3 separate regions of the Mus musculus genome follow, and regions 2 and 3 are each linked to region 1. A link is a contact called in public ChIA-PET and HiChIP or PLAC-seq data. All regions are on one chromosome and are shown on one strand. The core of a region is the stretch at or near the end of the contact, and the rest is flanking DNA. Distances in the headings are between cores, read along the strand shown. Region 1 has its middle 26 kb from the start of Gm35584. Region 2 has its middle 27 kb from the start of Ppm1l. Region 3 has its middle 40 kb from the start of Gm1647.

Evidence for each region. ChIA-PET counts read pairs in DNA pulled down with a chosen protein or histone mark. HiChIP or PLAC-seq counts read pairs in DNA pulled down with a chosen protein or histone mark.
Region 2: a contact with region 1 is called in an H3K27ac HiChIP or PLAC-seq map of thymic regulatory T cells, with 4 times the contacts expected there. The contact joins two enhancer-like sites. A contact is called at or near these places in 3 of 115 datasets of contacts at active chromatin or transcription factors (memory CD8 T cells, regulatory T cell precursor and thymic regulatory T cells).
Region 3: an RNA polymerase II ChIA-PET map of memory CD8 T cells shows a contact between it and region 1, with 12 read pairs. The contact joins two enhancer-like sites. A contact is called at or near these places in 2 of 484 Hi-C or Micro-C datasets (both in CD4 T cells) and 5 of 115 datasets of contacts at active chromatin or transcription factors (effector CD8 T cells, memory CD8 T cells, regulatory T cells and 1 more).

The regions. Positions count from the first base shown.
Region 1 is chr3:68,784,774-68,789,360 of GRCm38.p6, forward strand. No RefSeq gene overlaps it. Among named protein-coding and RNA genes, the nearest start is that of Gm35584, 26 kb to the left of the region's middle. Within about 2 kb of position 2,813, at least 41 of the 459 cell types and tissues checked have an H3K27ac peak or open chromatin away from gene starts, as enhancers often do. A contact at or near this core is called in effector CD8 T cells, memory CD8 T cells, regulatory T cells and 2 more, where this site is marked.
Region 2 is chr3:69,287,543-69,292,129 of GRCm38.p6, forward strand. No RefSeq gene overlaps it. Among named protein-coding and RNA genes, the nearest start is that of Ppm1l, 27 kb to the right of the region's middle. Within about 2 kb of position 2,504, at least 109 of the 459 cell types and tissues checked have an H3K27ac peak or open chromatin away from gene starts, as enhancers often do. A contact at or near this core is called in memory CD8 T cells, regulatory T cell precursor and thymic regulatory T cells, where this site is marked.
Region 3 is chr3:69,169,074-69,173,660 of GRCm38.p6, forward strand. No RefSeq gene overlaps it. Among named protein-coding and RNA genes, the nearest start is that of Gm1647, 40 kb to the left of the region's middle. Within about 2 kb of position 2,313, at least 51 of the 459 cell types and tissues checked have an H3K27ac peak or open chromatin away from gene starts, as enhancers often do. A contact at or near this core is called in effector CD8 T cells, memory CD8 T cells, regulatory T cells and 1 more, where this site is marked.

The DNA of each region.
Region 1 (4,587 bases), core at 1,563-4,062:
AGAAGCAGAGAGGCAAGGGAGGTTAGCTTAGGAAGGACCGGTTCATCATGGTGTCGGTCAGCCACCATCACGGTGTGTTTCCTGAGTTGTGTTCTTGTGATTCTCACTGAAGATAGAGCCCTCTTTTAAACAAAACAACACACCCCAACTGTTCGATCTCTCTCTCCCCATAAACAAGAGGCTCATGCTTCCTACTTCCATGGCTCTGGCCTGCCTCAAGACGAGCCCAGACTCCCAGCATGCTCTTCCATGGACTCCTGCCCTACAGCTCCATACTGCTCATCTCCCTGCAAAGCCTTCATGTTGTCTGGTTGGTTTTGGTGGTGGTGGCTCTGTCTTTGTTTTCCTGTCTCCTGGTGTCTCAGGCTGGTTCGCGCGTGCCTTGTATAGGATACTTTCCTCCTTCAGATCCACGCTTTCTCTATGTTTCTTGGCCTCCCTCAACTACGTTTTAAAAGCCTTGCATCCAATAACTTCCTCCCAAAAGTCCGATGCCTGTGACAGTTCCAGTCTGCTTTCTTCACACTGGAGAGCATTGCCTTTGAACTGTCTTACCCTGATTAACCTTCGTCATTCATCTGGTCTCTGCTCTTCTTGAAGTACTCAGGGCTTTCTTTGCTGAGAAGCTCCCAAACAGAACTAAATGGAAGTAGCCTGAGAGTCAAGCAGCAGGACCTGGCTCACTGAGCTCCAGGGTCAGAGGTCCCCTAGGTTCAGATTGCCACTGCTGGGTACCCACAAGACTGTGACATGTTCCTTGGCTATCCTAAGCCTCAATCTCCTAGCATGACACAGGAGAATAAGACCTGCCCAGCAGGATAAATACAAAAATACCTGCTTTCCTGCATATTTATAATTCATTCATAGGTGTTGTGATTATAAAAAGATAAAGGAATATTAAGATATGTTCTGTTGGGGTGTGGTGAGGTGTGGGGGAAGGAGGTGCCTCAGTGGTCCCATGCCAAGGCATCCCTTCCCCCTGAGGGACCGTCCACACGACGGTATAGTATAGAATAGGGTTTATTCTGGGCATGGAGAGGGGAGTTAAGAGGGTAAAAGAGGCAGAGAGAAAGGCAGAGAGAAGAAGAGAGTAGAGAGGTAGAGGCCAGCCATGACCACGTGGAGAGAGGATGAAAGGGAATGGGGAGAGAGGGGGAGCAAGAGGGCAAGAGACAATAGAGAAAGGCAAGAGAGTAAGAGAGAGAGGAGGAGGCAGGCAGCCCCTTTTATAGTGGGCTAGGCCTATCTGGCTGTTGCCAGGTAATTGTGGGAGTAGAGTTTAGACAGAATACCAACATTAGGTATGTTTCAAAAAGCCACTGGAGAGTATGCAGGCATGAGCACAGATTTAATTCCATCATCACTAACTGTTTCAAAAGTAGTTCTGGGACAAAGCCTTGCCCGTGCCTTGCCCATGCACACTAAGGTAGACATGGTAAATACTGGAAGGGAGTGATGGATGGATGTTGGCACTTGGAGGAGTCAGAACGGATTTAGCAAGCAGAGAAGCAAGCGTTAGGAAGACACACCCTCTGAGATGGTTCTCAAGCTGCTGTCTGTCACAGGTAAACTTGAACTCCCTCTCAGTGGTGAGCCCCGTGAAAGTCTGCTGCAGTAGCTGGGCTCAGTCAAGAGACCAGCCTCTATCTTGTAACTGTGAACTTGGAAAATGTGACTCTGACAACTGACAGCCCTGAGGGCCGACAAACAGGAGCACAGACACTAGAGTGCTCTGTTACTGCCATAAGTTCTCACCTAAGACGAAAGCTCACAGAGAACTATTCGGCCCAGGAGAGCTTTGCAAGAAGTCCCAGCCTGTTACCACCCCATAGGGCTGATGCTCGTAGGACATGGATACACCCATGAACACAAGAGGGAACATGGCTCCATGAAACTCTCCACCTGCTTCCTGGATTCTGTAAACTTCCCCATGGATTCCTCTCAGGGAAGCTCTCCTTTGCCCTGCCCTTCTCTCATGCCCTAGATAGATGAACATTGGACCAGATATCCGTCAGATGGCAACCTAAAAGAAAACTAGATTCTCCCCGGGGCCCTACCTGGACCCAGGTCCTCAGTCCCACTAAAGGATGTTTGGACAACAAAGATCATTACTACTCTGCTGTGCTCACAGTAGGATGCTAAGAGAGCACTGCTCCAGGATTGGGCTATGGAGTAAGCCACTCCCACCTTTGTATGATTTGAGCCTCTGCAGCTTCCTGGCTCTCAGCTCTTCACAGCCTTTAATCTCTCTGTGCTGCTTAGGTAAGTCAGTGTGTGTAGCACCTGCTGCTTAGTATGTTATACCTGCACAGTGCCTCTGGTTATTAAATAAAGCACAACATATAGAGTGTCTAGCACACTGCGAGCCCTCTGAAACAAGTCATGTTATATAAAATATTAGGGGCATTTCCTGTCTGATCCATCGTTCATTCCCAGTATTATTGTCTTAGACATGTAGGGAGCCTTGACACATTAACTGGTGGGATTAGTTCTCCAGACATTTGTTTCCTGAAGTCTGTCTGGATGCGGAAACAAAGCTGACTGGAGAAGTGCCTGCCTTTGTGGGGTTACTATCTAATGTCAGTCAGCAATGACTAAATGAAATCAACCCTTGACAAATAATAAAGAAACCCAGGGAGAGATCAGAACTAGAGAGCAAGGAAGAGTTCTGTTTTAGATTCTGTGAGTTGAGATTTCCCAGAGGAGGTGACACCCAGGAAGATGAAGGGGCCACAGAAACAGTATGTGCCAGAAGAAAATGTCAGTTTCGTTCAGCACCGGAGATCAACAGTGTGGGTAAGCTGGGATGCTTTGATCAGAGGAAATCAACATCACAAGCTTTTAAGAAGCCTCTTCCTTGGAAGGGCTCCCCTCCTCCTCCTCCCCTGTCTCCTCTTTGCTCTGACTACAAACAAAGCCTTTTCTACCTTATCCCTGCTTTTTCCAGGCTCTTCATTCAAATTTTATAGCCCCTTCTTCCCCTTTCTGTTCCAGACCGCTTTGATCTTTTGCCCTTTTTCCTCTCTAAGTGTTCTGTGGCCCTTTTCTGCAGAAGATGCACATTTTCGGCAAGGCTCTCATCCTTGCGCCCTCAGAGACTATCACAGAACAGCTAAAAGTGCTGAGCGCATTAGGGAGGCAGGAGCTGCAGACAGGGGGAAGGTCAGAGAGAGCTGAGCCGACACAAGGCCTGGGCAGGAGTCCCAGGACAGGTGTGGAGGCTCCAGGGCCACTGTTGAGGGATCTACCAACTAACTGCACATTACGGGCTTAGGGTCGACCCTGTTAACCCCTCCGGGTACCCCATCCTCTCTCTGCTGAGTTCAAGGCTACTGTAGTGTACACAGGAGGAGAGTACACACACTCAGGGGCTCTGTCAGCTTCTCCTGATTCTGACAGCTCAAAGTGAGGCCCATAGACAAAGCTTGGATGACATCGGTCAATGGGGCAGCATTTTGTGCCAGTCACCTGGGACCTCATCCTAGTCTTGTCAAATTGTACCACTTGTACCATTTCTGGTACCCAATATAATTTTAAAAACTAGCTCATTTCCTTTCTTTTCTGGAAAATCTTTATATCAAACTCAAAAAGAAGCAAGCAATAGGCCCTTAAAAAGAAATACAAGAAAAACTAACAGATGTGAAGGGATCGCATCGAGAGTCTCTCAAGTCTCCTGATGCTCGCTGAGTACTCTGAGCCTAAAGTTCTCTTCTGTCTGCTAGGAGGAGAAACAGAAATCAAAGACAAGCACACATGCAAGACGAAGAGGGTGCATGAGCTAAGATAAGAAGGGGCTCGGCTAGGGGAGTACTTGCTTTTGCTCTGATCAGTAGCTGAGAATTAACGGGGAAAAGGCCCTCAATACAAATGCAGTTGTGTGAAGGACTGGGTGAACCTAGCTCATGGAAGCTCATCAGTCAGTGCATTTGTATAGCAGGTCCACTCCCTACACCACCAAAACATTCATTCATTCATTCATTCCTTTTATTTCTGTGTATATGTGCCTGTCTGTGTGAATATATGACATACGTGTACCTGCCCATGGAAGTCTGAAGAAGGGATCAGATCCCTTTGAGCTGGAGTCACAGGTGGCTGTGAGTCACCTGATGTGGGTGGTGGGGACCCAACTTGAGTCCTCTGGAAGGCTCACTTAAGCCCTGAGCCATATCTCTACCTCTACACCTACCTGTTTGCCAAGGACTCCAGCAGTGGCAGGATATTGCCTCTCCAAGTGGACTCCTAACCAAGCCCCCTGCACTTTAGCATTTGACATGAAGCCTCTAAGGAATGAACCAAGAAAGCTCAGAATGTAGGTAAAACTGTGACTCCATCTCAGGCCAGCCCTTCTCTGAAGTCTGGTAACCTGCCCTTCCCCACTACCTCTCTGCTGCCCGAGCTGAGCTATCTGATTTTCTTGGAAAGCCACTCACTGATCTTGCTCAGAGAAGTTATTTTTCCAACTCTCTGTTCAAAGTTTTTCTCCAGTGATCTATATAGCAGTCCGACAACCCACCCAATACAAAGGGAATGAAAACAGCCACCATTTCCTGTGGATACCACTCGAAGGTTCACAACAAGGTGTCCAGG
Region 2 (4,587 bases), core at 1,254-3,753, 500 kb after region 1:
TATCCACTTTTCTGTCGTGGGACATCTAGGTTGTTTCCAGCTTCTGGCTATCACAAATAAGGCCGCTGTGAACATAGTGGAACACGTGATCCTGTAACATGGTGGGGCATCTTTTGGGTATATTCCCAAGGGCGGTATAGCTGGGCCTTCAGGTAGATCTACCTCAAATTTTATGAGGAATCTCCAGATTGATTTCCAGAGTGGTTGTACCAGTTTGCAATCCGACCAGCAATGAGTGTTTCTCTTTCTCCACATCCTCTCCAACATGTGTTGTCACCTGAGGTTTTGATCTTAGCCATTCTGACTGGTGTAAGGTGGAATCTCAGGGGCGTTTTGATTTGCATTTCTCTGATCACTAAGGACTTTGAACATGTCTTTAGGTGCTTCTCAGCCATTCCAGATTCCTCAGTTGTGAATTCTCGGTTTAGTTCTATACCCCATTTTTTGATTGGGTTGTTTGGTTTTTTGGAGGTTAACTTCTTGAGTTCTTTATATATTTTGGATATTAGCCCTCTATCAGATGTGGGGTTAAGTGAAGTTTTTTTTCCCAGTCTGCAGGTTGCCGATTTGTCTTATTGACTATGTCCTTTGCCTTACAGAAGCTTTCCAGTTTCATGAGGTCCCATTTATCAATTCTTGATCTTAGAGCATGAACATTGGAGGTCTGTTTAGGAAATTCCCCCCTGTGCCAATGAGTTCAAGGCTCTTTCCCTCTTTCTCTTCTATCAGATTCAGTGTATCTGGTTTTATGTCGAGGCCCTTGATCCACTTGGACTTGAGCTTTGTACAAGGTGACAAATATGGGTCTATTTTCATTCTTCTACATACAGACATCCAGTTAGACCAGCACCATATGTCGAAGATGCTTTTTCCCCTCATTGTATATTGTTGGCATCTTTGTCAAAGATCAAGTGACCATAAGTGTGTGGTTTTATTTCTGGGTCTTCAATTCTATTCCATTAATCAATGTGCCTGCCATGCAGTTGATACAGAAAATGTGGTTCATTTACACAATGGAATACTACTCAGCTATTAAGAATGAGGACATCCTGAGTTTTGCAGGAAAATGGGTGGAACTAGAAAATATCATACTGAGTAACTCAGACCCAAAAGCACGTGCATAGTACGTACTCACTAATAAGGGAATATTAGCCAAAAAAAATGTACAGAATACCCAAGATACAGTCCACAGAACTCAAAAAGGTCAACAAGCTGAAGTGCCCAAGTAAGGATACCTCAGTCCCACTTGGGAGAGAATATAAAGCAATCACAGTGGGAAGGGAGGGAGGGACATGGGAGGGAAAGCAGATGGGAGGGGAGTAGGGGGTAGAAAAGAACCTGATCTGGTATTGGGAAAGAACTGAAGCCCTGAGGGCCAGCAGAAAGGATGGAAACAGGAAACCTCCAGAAATAGGTTGGGGGAACCCTCCAGAATGCACCAGAGACCTGGGAGGTGAGAGACTCTCAGGACTCAAAGGAAGGGACCTTAGAGGAAATGCCAGACAGTAGGGAGAGGGAAATTACAGAGCCCACCTCCAGCAGGAAGGCAGGGCATCAAGTGAGAGATGGGGTTGCCATCCTACGGTCACATCTCTGACCCATAATTGTTCCTGTCTGAAAGAATTACAGGGATGGAAATAGAGAGGAGCCTGAGGAAAAGAAGGTCCAGGGACAGACCCAAAGTGGGATCCAGCTCAAGGGGAGGTCCCAAGGCCTGACACTATTACTGAGGCTATGGAGCACTCACAAAAAGGGATCTATCATGACTGTCCTCCAAAAGACCCAACAAGCAGCTGAAAGAGTCAGATGCAGATATTTGCATCCAACCAATGGACAGAAGCAACTGACCCCTATTGTTGAATTAGGGAAGGCTGAAAGAAGCTGAGGAGGGCGGCGATCCTGTAGGAGGACCAGCAGTCTCTATTAACCTGGACCCCCAGAGATCTCTCAGATACTAGAACACGAACCAGGCAGCATACACCAGCTGATATGAGGCCCCCAACACACATACAGTAGAGTACTTCCTAGTCTGTGTTCATTCAGAGATGATGTACCTAACCCACAAGAGACTGGAGGCACCAGGGAGTTTAGAGGTCAGGTGGGATGGGGTTGGGGACATCATCATGGAGACAGGGGGTGGGGAGGAGGTATGGGATATGGAACAGTTAGAGGGTGGATCAGGAGCAGGGGAGGGGAATAAAATATGGAGTGTAAAAAATAAATTAAAAAAAATTACACTGGAAAAAATAAAAATAAGCAAATCCTTCAATTAAGTAAAAATGCAACAGAAAAACAAGTCTCTTCCAGTCCTCACTGGAAAGGGTGGAAGTAAAGAAGAAACCAATTGCTCTATTTAGAAAAGACGTTGTGTGCATGCTGCAGAGAGCAATTACTGGTTAGCTGCATCACGGCTGAGAGGCTAATGTGGCGGAGCTTATTTGAGGCTGGTTGTAAAGAGTCGCTGGCACGTCATCGCTGGCACATCGTCATCGAAAAGCAGCCGCCTGGCTGGGGACTTTTCCGAAGATCACACACAACGGTTTCAGACTTTCTATTTCTGGGGCAGTGCCAAGCAATCGGCGAATCAGTGGTTTTTAACTTGGTGTCTTATTCTGGGTCTCATAACGTCAGCTGCTCAATGTGGAGGATTTTTATTAAGAGGAAACACCTGCATGAGAGAAACCTGGAAGGCAGACAGACAGACAGACTGGCAGAACTGTCAAACTGCCACCCAGCCTAACTCAGAATGGGGAAGGTGGGAAGGAAGAAGAGTCACAACCCCCCTCCACCCCGATCACCCAGCATCTAAGGACCCCTGTCAGAAAGTCCCCCAGCCAGAGTCATGTGCTGGCAGCCTATGTCTCTGGGACTGGGCCTGTCTTGGTACTTAGTATCCCCGAAGAACTTGGCTAATGGCCGTGAGTAGCTGGCCTGACCTCAGCGCAAACTTGGAGATGGATTGCAGTGTGGGCCCTCTGCCAACTGTGCCATTGAACAGTGTCAGAGTCACTGAAGGAGCCGTCTCTCTGCATCTGCCGGGGCCAGCTCCTCCTCCCCAGCACGGATGCCATCAGATGTCTTCAATGCCTGCTGCTTAGAGAAGCTTGCTCAGGCAGCCAGAGTCTGGGGGATGTGTCATGCCTCTCATGTGTGCTGACCACAGCAAAGGGGCTTCAGGCCAGAGAAGGCAGAAACATATCTTCCGCTTTAATGTTTATCAATGAGTTCCACAAGTGGCTTACTGATGTACTAGGCAGCCGTGTCTGTTATTTTGATTTCTTCTAAAAATGAAAGGGGGATAAATTGCTCAGTAAAGAGCTCCCTGGTTCTCCATGGACACAGCTCAGTCAGAAAGAAAGACAGGTCTAAAGGCCTGCTGGTGAGGGATAGCTCAGCAAAGGTCTCATGGGCTACCATCCAAAGTCCCCCCCCCCCCACACACACTTTTGACCCCTCGGTACTCATTATGTCTGTTTTCCTGCTGGGTACCTGACCTTACAACAGCATATGAGCACATGGTGTCCATCTGAACATGAGTGGTCTGGTACTGAAAGTGATATTACAAACGCCACTGGCTGGCTCCCATGTGCCATCATTTTAAGTAGAAGATAAATCTGTGATGGCTATTGGCAAATGCCTAAACATTCTCTAAATCTGTTGTTGAAGAGTGAAGTTTAAATACCGGAAACAATAGGTACCTGTCAGAATGTAAGTTGCTTAAACCACCATTTTCTGATCATCAGAACAGTCAATGTGATTGTTATCATTTGTGTTAAGTAAGGTGAACAGTTTGCAGGTCCTTCAAACTAGACACAAATTTTAGTATTTAAAATACTCTACCAAACAGGGCACATGGATGTGTGCCATTTGTGCTAGTACTTGGGAAGTGGAGACAAGTGGATCTCTTGAGTCTGAGGACAGTGTGGTCTTCATCATGAGTGCCAGGCAAGTCAGAGCTACACAGTGAGATCCTGTCTCAACAACGACAACAACCAACTCCATCACATTTGAAAACGGTGAGTTCAAAATGATGTTTATAATATGCCCGAATCCCACAGAGATTAGAACCAAGCATGAAAGCTAAGTGAATTACGCATAGAAAAATCATCACAAGGGCCTGGAGAGACAGCTTAGCTGTTAGGAGCACCTGCTGCCCAGGCAGTGGCTCTATGTTTGGATCATCGCATGTACATGGCTAATCAGAACCATCTATGAGTCCAGGCTCAGGGGTTCTGGCGTTCCCTTTGGTTCCCCAGGGTACTGCATGAATGCAGGCAAAATACACAAACACATAAAACCTTGAGGCTAGAGAGACGGCTCAATGTCTGCTCTTCCAGAGAACCTGGGCCTGATTCCCAGCACCCACATGATAGATAACTCACAACTGTCTGTAGCTACAGTTATAGGGCACCAGATGGCCTATTCTGGCCCCCACTGGGCACCAGGCACAGACATATAGGTTCAGGTAAAACATCCACACACTTAAAAGTTTTTAAAAAATGAAAGATGAATAAATCTTTAAGCAGGATATGGTGGCACGTGTTTTTAATCCCAGCACTCAGGAGTAGATGAACAGGGATCTCTGTG
Region 3 (4,587 bases), core at 1,063-3,562, 380 kb after region 1:
TAGCCAGGACCTCTGTCCCTGTATCCCTGATGGGGGACACCACTACCACTCCCTGAGTCAGACAGACAATTTTCTTAGACAGAAATCATTTGTGTTCAAATGACAGTCTCTTAAGACCTAAGAATTAAAATAAGCTAGCCTACCCCTAAATAATTATGCTTATGGTCTTCTAACTTGAAATACTCCATTTTTCTTCCATAGTCTGGCTTTGATTTAACAGTATTTATTTATTCATTTGAATTTTCTGAATCTATTATTTGGACAGGAGTCCCATGTCATAATGCATGTTCAGTGGTCAGAGTACAACTTTGTGGAATCAGCTCTTCAGCCTTGACATAAGTTCCGAGGGTCAAAACAGAGATCACTAGGATGTTTGACAAATACCATTACCTAGCTACATCTTAACCATCTCCGATTTCTCCATTTATTTTGTCAATTTATTAACATTTTAGTCTATAGATTGCAAGCATACTAATATAGACAAGCTTAAATAATGCCTTGTGTGCTCATAACTGATCCTCAACATATTTGTGGGGGCGGGGGCCATCCCTATGCCCTGGACATGTATGTCTTTGCCTGCACATCTAACCCCCCTCCCCCACCTCTTTTAAAGCAAATGTCAGGATAGCAAACAAAATATTTTGTTGAAGAATTTTTACATGTCAGGTAAGAAATTTCTTTTACCTTCCCTGGAATCCAGAGTTTCATGAGGTTGTAAAAAGAGTCAATTCCCTGGCCTACCCCAACATCTACCCCACTGATGAATTACTGAAGTACATGAAGAGGTTGGACCTCCAGATCCAAAACTGCAGACTCTTCATGACACAGGATAACAACAGGATGTCTGAGAGGAGTCCCAGTGAAGTTCCAGTATTGCTAATGCAGCAGAAGTCAGAGGCCTCATACCAGACCAACGAGTCATTGCGTTGAACATGTGCAAGCAAAGAAGTGTGGACTAAAGGGTGTACGGTGGGACCCACTGTGACACACTATAGCTTCTACAATGAGATTATCTTCTTTGCTAGAGGGGGGAGGTAGCAGGGGTAGAGGGCGGATACGAGGGAGGGGGAGATGAGTGGGGTTGGAGTGCATGATGTGGAATTCACAAGGAACCAACAAAAAAAAAAGTTAGAGAGAGAGAGAGAGCATTCCCATTGCTTCACAGCATCTGATGAAGACAGGCAGAGCTGTAAGAGTGGACTTCCTGCTCCTGGGAGAGGCACAGTCCACTCCTTTGAGGTTTCAAAATCTTCCTTCACTCCAGGCAAACTTGGAGCATTGCTCCTATAAAACGATGCTGGATGACTGGCAAGTTGAGATTCCCAAAGGCCAACGTGGGGAAAAAGTGGAAGGCAATAACAGAGCCATGAGCTGACATCAGCTTGGCTTAGCTAGCTGTCTGCTCTTTGACCATCAAGTTAATTACTCAGATCTTTATAACTTCTCATTCATGAGAGAGAGAGAAGACCTATGCTGTGTGCATCATTGGATCAGTAGAACAACAGAAGCTGCCAAGGTTTTTAAAACTTTAAATACTAGGCTAAGAATGAAGGTCAGTGGAACACTTGCCTTGCGTGCTCAGAGCACTAGGTTCGATCCCCAACACCTCATAAAACTAGGTGTGCTGGCTCACCCTGGAAATGGAGGCAGAAGGATCAGGAATTCAAGATCATTTTCAACTACATATAGAGTTTAAGACCAACCAACCTGAGGGACATCTCAATTAAACATTGTCTAATTACGAGCTTCTAACACGGAAGGCGATGTAAACTGTGTTTTCAGTTCTTATTTAATGTTTGCCTCTAGAGTACTGTTTGGGGTCACTTAAACTGCAGGAATTATTAAAATTGGTACTAACAACCGGAGCAAATTTTTCCAGGTAGCTTTTGAATGTGAATCGGTCCCACCATGCGTGAAGGGAAATGGGCACCACAGTGTGTATGTTTCTAAACATGTTTCATTTGAGAAAATCCGACAGCACTGTAGTGAGCTTCTGGAAGGGCAGGGAAATAGATTTGCCCTGAGTGGCTCTGCTTCTCTCTACTCCCCACTGGCCACACTGGACCCAGATAGCTGCATCACTTGCTTTAGAGAGAGGTAGTCAACGCTGCATTTTCAGATTTCAGTGACTCCCCTCAAACACCAAACTGGGTCTCTCTGGGTTCCTGAGCTCAGCACCAACTGGACCGGACTATCAGGAAGATTGCCAGGGAAAGAGTGGAGCTGGCTGCCTGCTTCCCGCTGGCTTTCTGAGCTTGCTGTGCCAGCTCTGCTGCTGTGAACTTGCACACCCGCAGTTTCCCCCTCACCCCAGCCTCTGATCTCATCACTTCCTCTTTGCTCTCTGTCTTCTCTGCTCATTTGAGACATTTCATTACCATCTTCATAGAATTCTTTTCTTTTTATTTATTTAAAAGAAGATGTACAATAAATCTTGTGGAAAATAAGCAATATATTTTACACACATACGTACACACAGAGGGGAGAGAGTTGGGGTGAGAGAGAAATACACAGAGACAGAGAAAGAGACAGAGACAGAGAGAATGGTGAAGATAGACACACATACACATAGGACTGGGGATTCTGCCTTATTGATCAGGGTCTCTGTCTTGTAACAGTGTCTCTCACTGACCTTGGAGACAGCCTGACTGTCACCAAGCGCCAGCAATCTTCCTATCTCCACGCCCATAGCTCTGGGGACTCGGAACCTTGTCCAGTTTTTGCCTGGTTGTGGGATCTGAACTCAGATCTCTATGTTTGTGCAGCAAGGAGTCTTATCCACTGAGCCATGGCCCTAACCTTCAGCCCCCAACAGGGACTTTAGTTGGTTTTGTTTTCTGAGATAGGGTCTCTCTATGTGGCCCAGGCTAGCCTTGAATGTGACATCTTCTTGCCAGTCTAAAGGTATAAGATATCTCTTTTAATTTATAAAAAAAAGCATTGATTTGTTTAAATTCTGACAGGTGGTAATTTAACACTATAAGTTTTAAGATCTGTTTTGTTATTTTTAAATTATGTGTGTATCTTTGTGGAAGGAGGTCAGATATGTTGGACCTCCCTGGCGCTGGAGTTACATGTTGTGGGCCACTTGACATGGGTGCTAGAAACCAAACTCAGGTCCTCTGCAAGAGCAGTTTGCATTAGAAACCATGCAGCATCCCTCAGGCCCCAACACTGTAAATTTATTAACTCAGATAATTCTGGACTAACGTATATCTTCACTTACTATTGTAAGTATAAAAGGTACTCTGTTGTTGCAATGAGCTCCAGGCATCAGGGCACAAGGCCGAAATAACTTGGTCTTCCTTAATAAACATGTAAATGACAAAGTACAGATGTCCCCCATTTCCTTTATGAAAAACATAAGGAGGAGAATTTTCAATGAATTCTGGAAAGACCTTGGCGCTCTACTCAGCCTGATAACTAAAAGTGTCTAGTTAATGTGGACATTCAAAGTAGTACTCGAATGGAAGTAGCCCTCAGCAAACAGATTTCCAGGGCATATGAAGGTTAGATGGCTAACTTTCAAGGATCAGTTGTATTAGAAATGAAGAGTTCCATGGTGCTGCATTTATTGATTCCTAGAAAATGAACTTTTTTTTTCTGCAAATGGGGAGAAAATGTCTTAAACTATGGAAGCAACTACCACAACACTTTAAGTTCCATTGTACACTTTTATACATTGTACAAAAAAAATGGAGAGAATCAATTAACACTTTCTGTTCCTTCTGATTTGAAAACTTGACTAGTCTTCAAAGAGAGAAAGAATATAGCAGGCAGAAGACCCACAGTTTAACCCCCAGAAGTGGAAAATAAACTTAAGAGAAGAGAGCTCACCAGACTATCACAGGTAAGCTGCACATTACTTGACTTTCAGGCCTGTGAGAACGGGTTTCAAAGTTAGCTCTCAGTTCAACTTCTCACACCACATTGAAGCAAAAGGCTGCATGGCAAGAAAGGTGATCCAGAGAGATGCTTAAACTCCCGATGACAGCTCTCATAAAGACCTACAAATATCCAGAGTAGGGGCTGGAGAGAGGGAAGACAAGAGTACTTGTTCTTGCAAAGGACCCGGGTTCAGTTTCAAGTGCCCCCGTGGTGGCTCACAACCACCTGTAAGTCTAGCTCCAGAGGACCCAACACCTTCTTGGATGCCCTGACCTCCATAGGCACCATGTGGTGCACATGCATACATGCAGGCAAAACACTCATGCACATAAAATTAAGTAAATCTCAAAAGTGTTTTAAAAATTTAGGGCAGAAAGAACTTTCTGTTGTGTCTGTGAGGCTTCGGGAAAACAGATACTTTCTGTCCTTCAGGGAGCATCAGGTGGACCCCGGGAGAAGCATTTTGGCAATAACTGTCAAGTTTCCATATGCATTGATCCTAAGGGCCATAGGTTCACTTTGCAGTCAGTCTGCAGCTAAGTTTTCCTGTGAAGAGCGGGATATAAATCTCATTAAAAGCCACATTCTGGAAGGACAGAGATAGTGTCATATGCAAAGCCGAGGGTGTGGAGCATGGGGCCACCCCATAGAGGAAGCTAGCAGCAGATTTGGTATAGCACAGTCAAGAAATAATCCCAT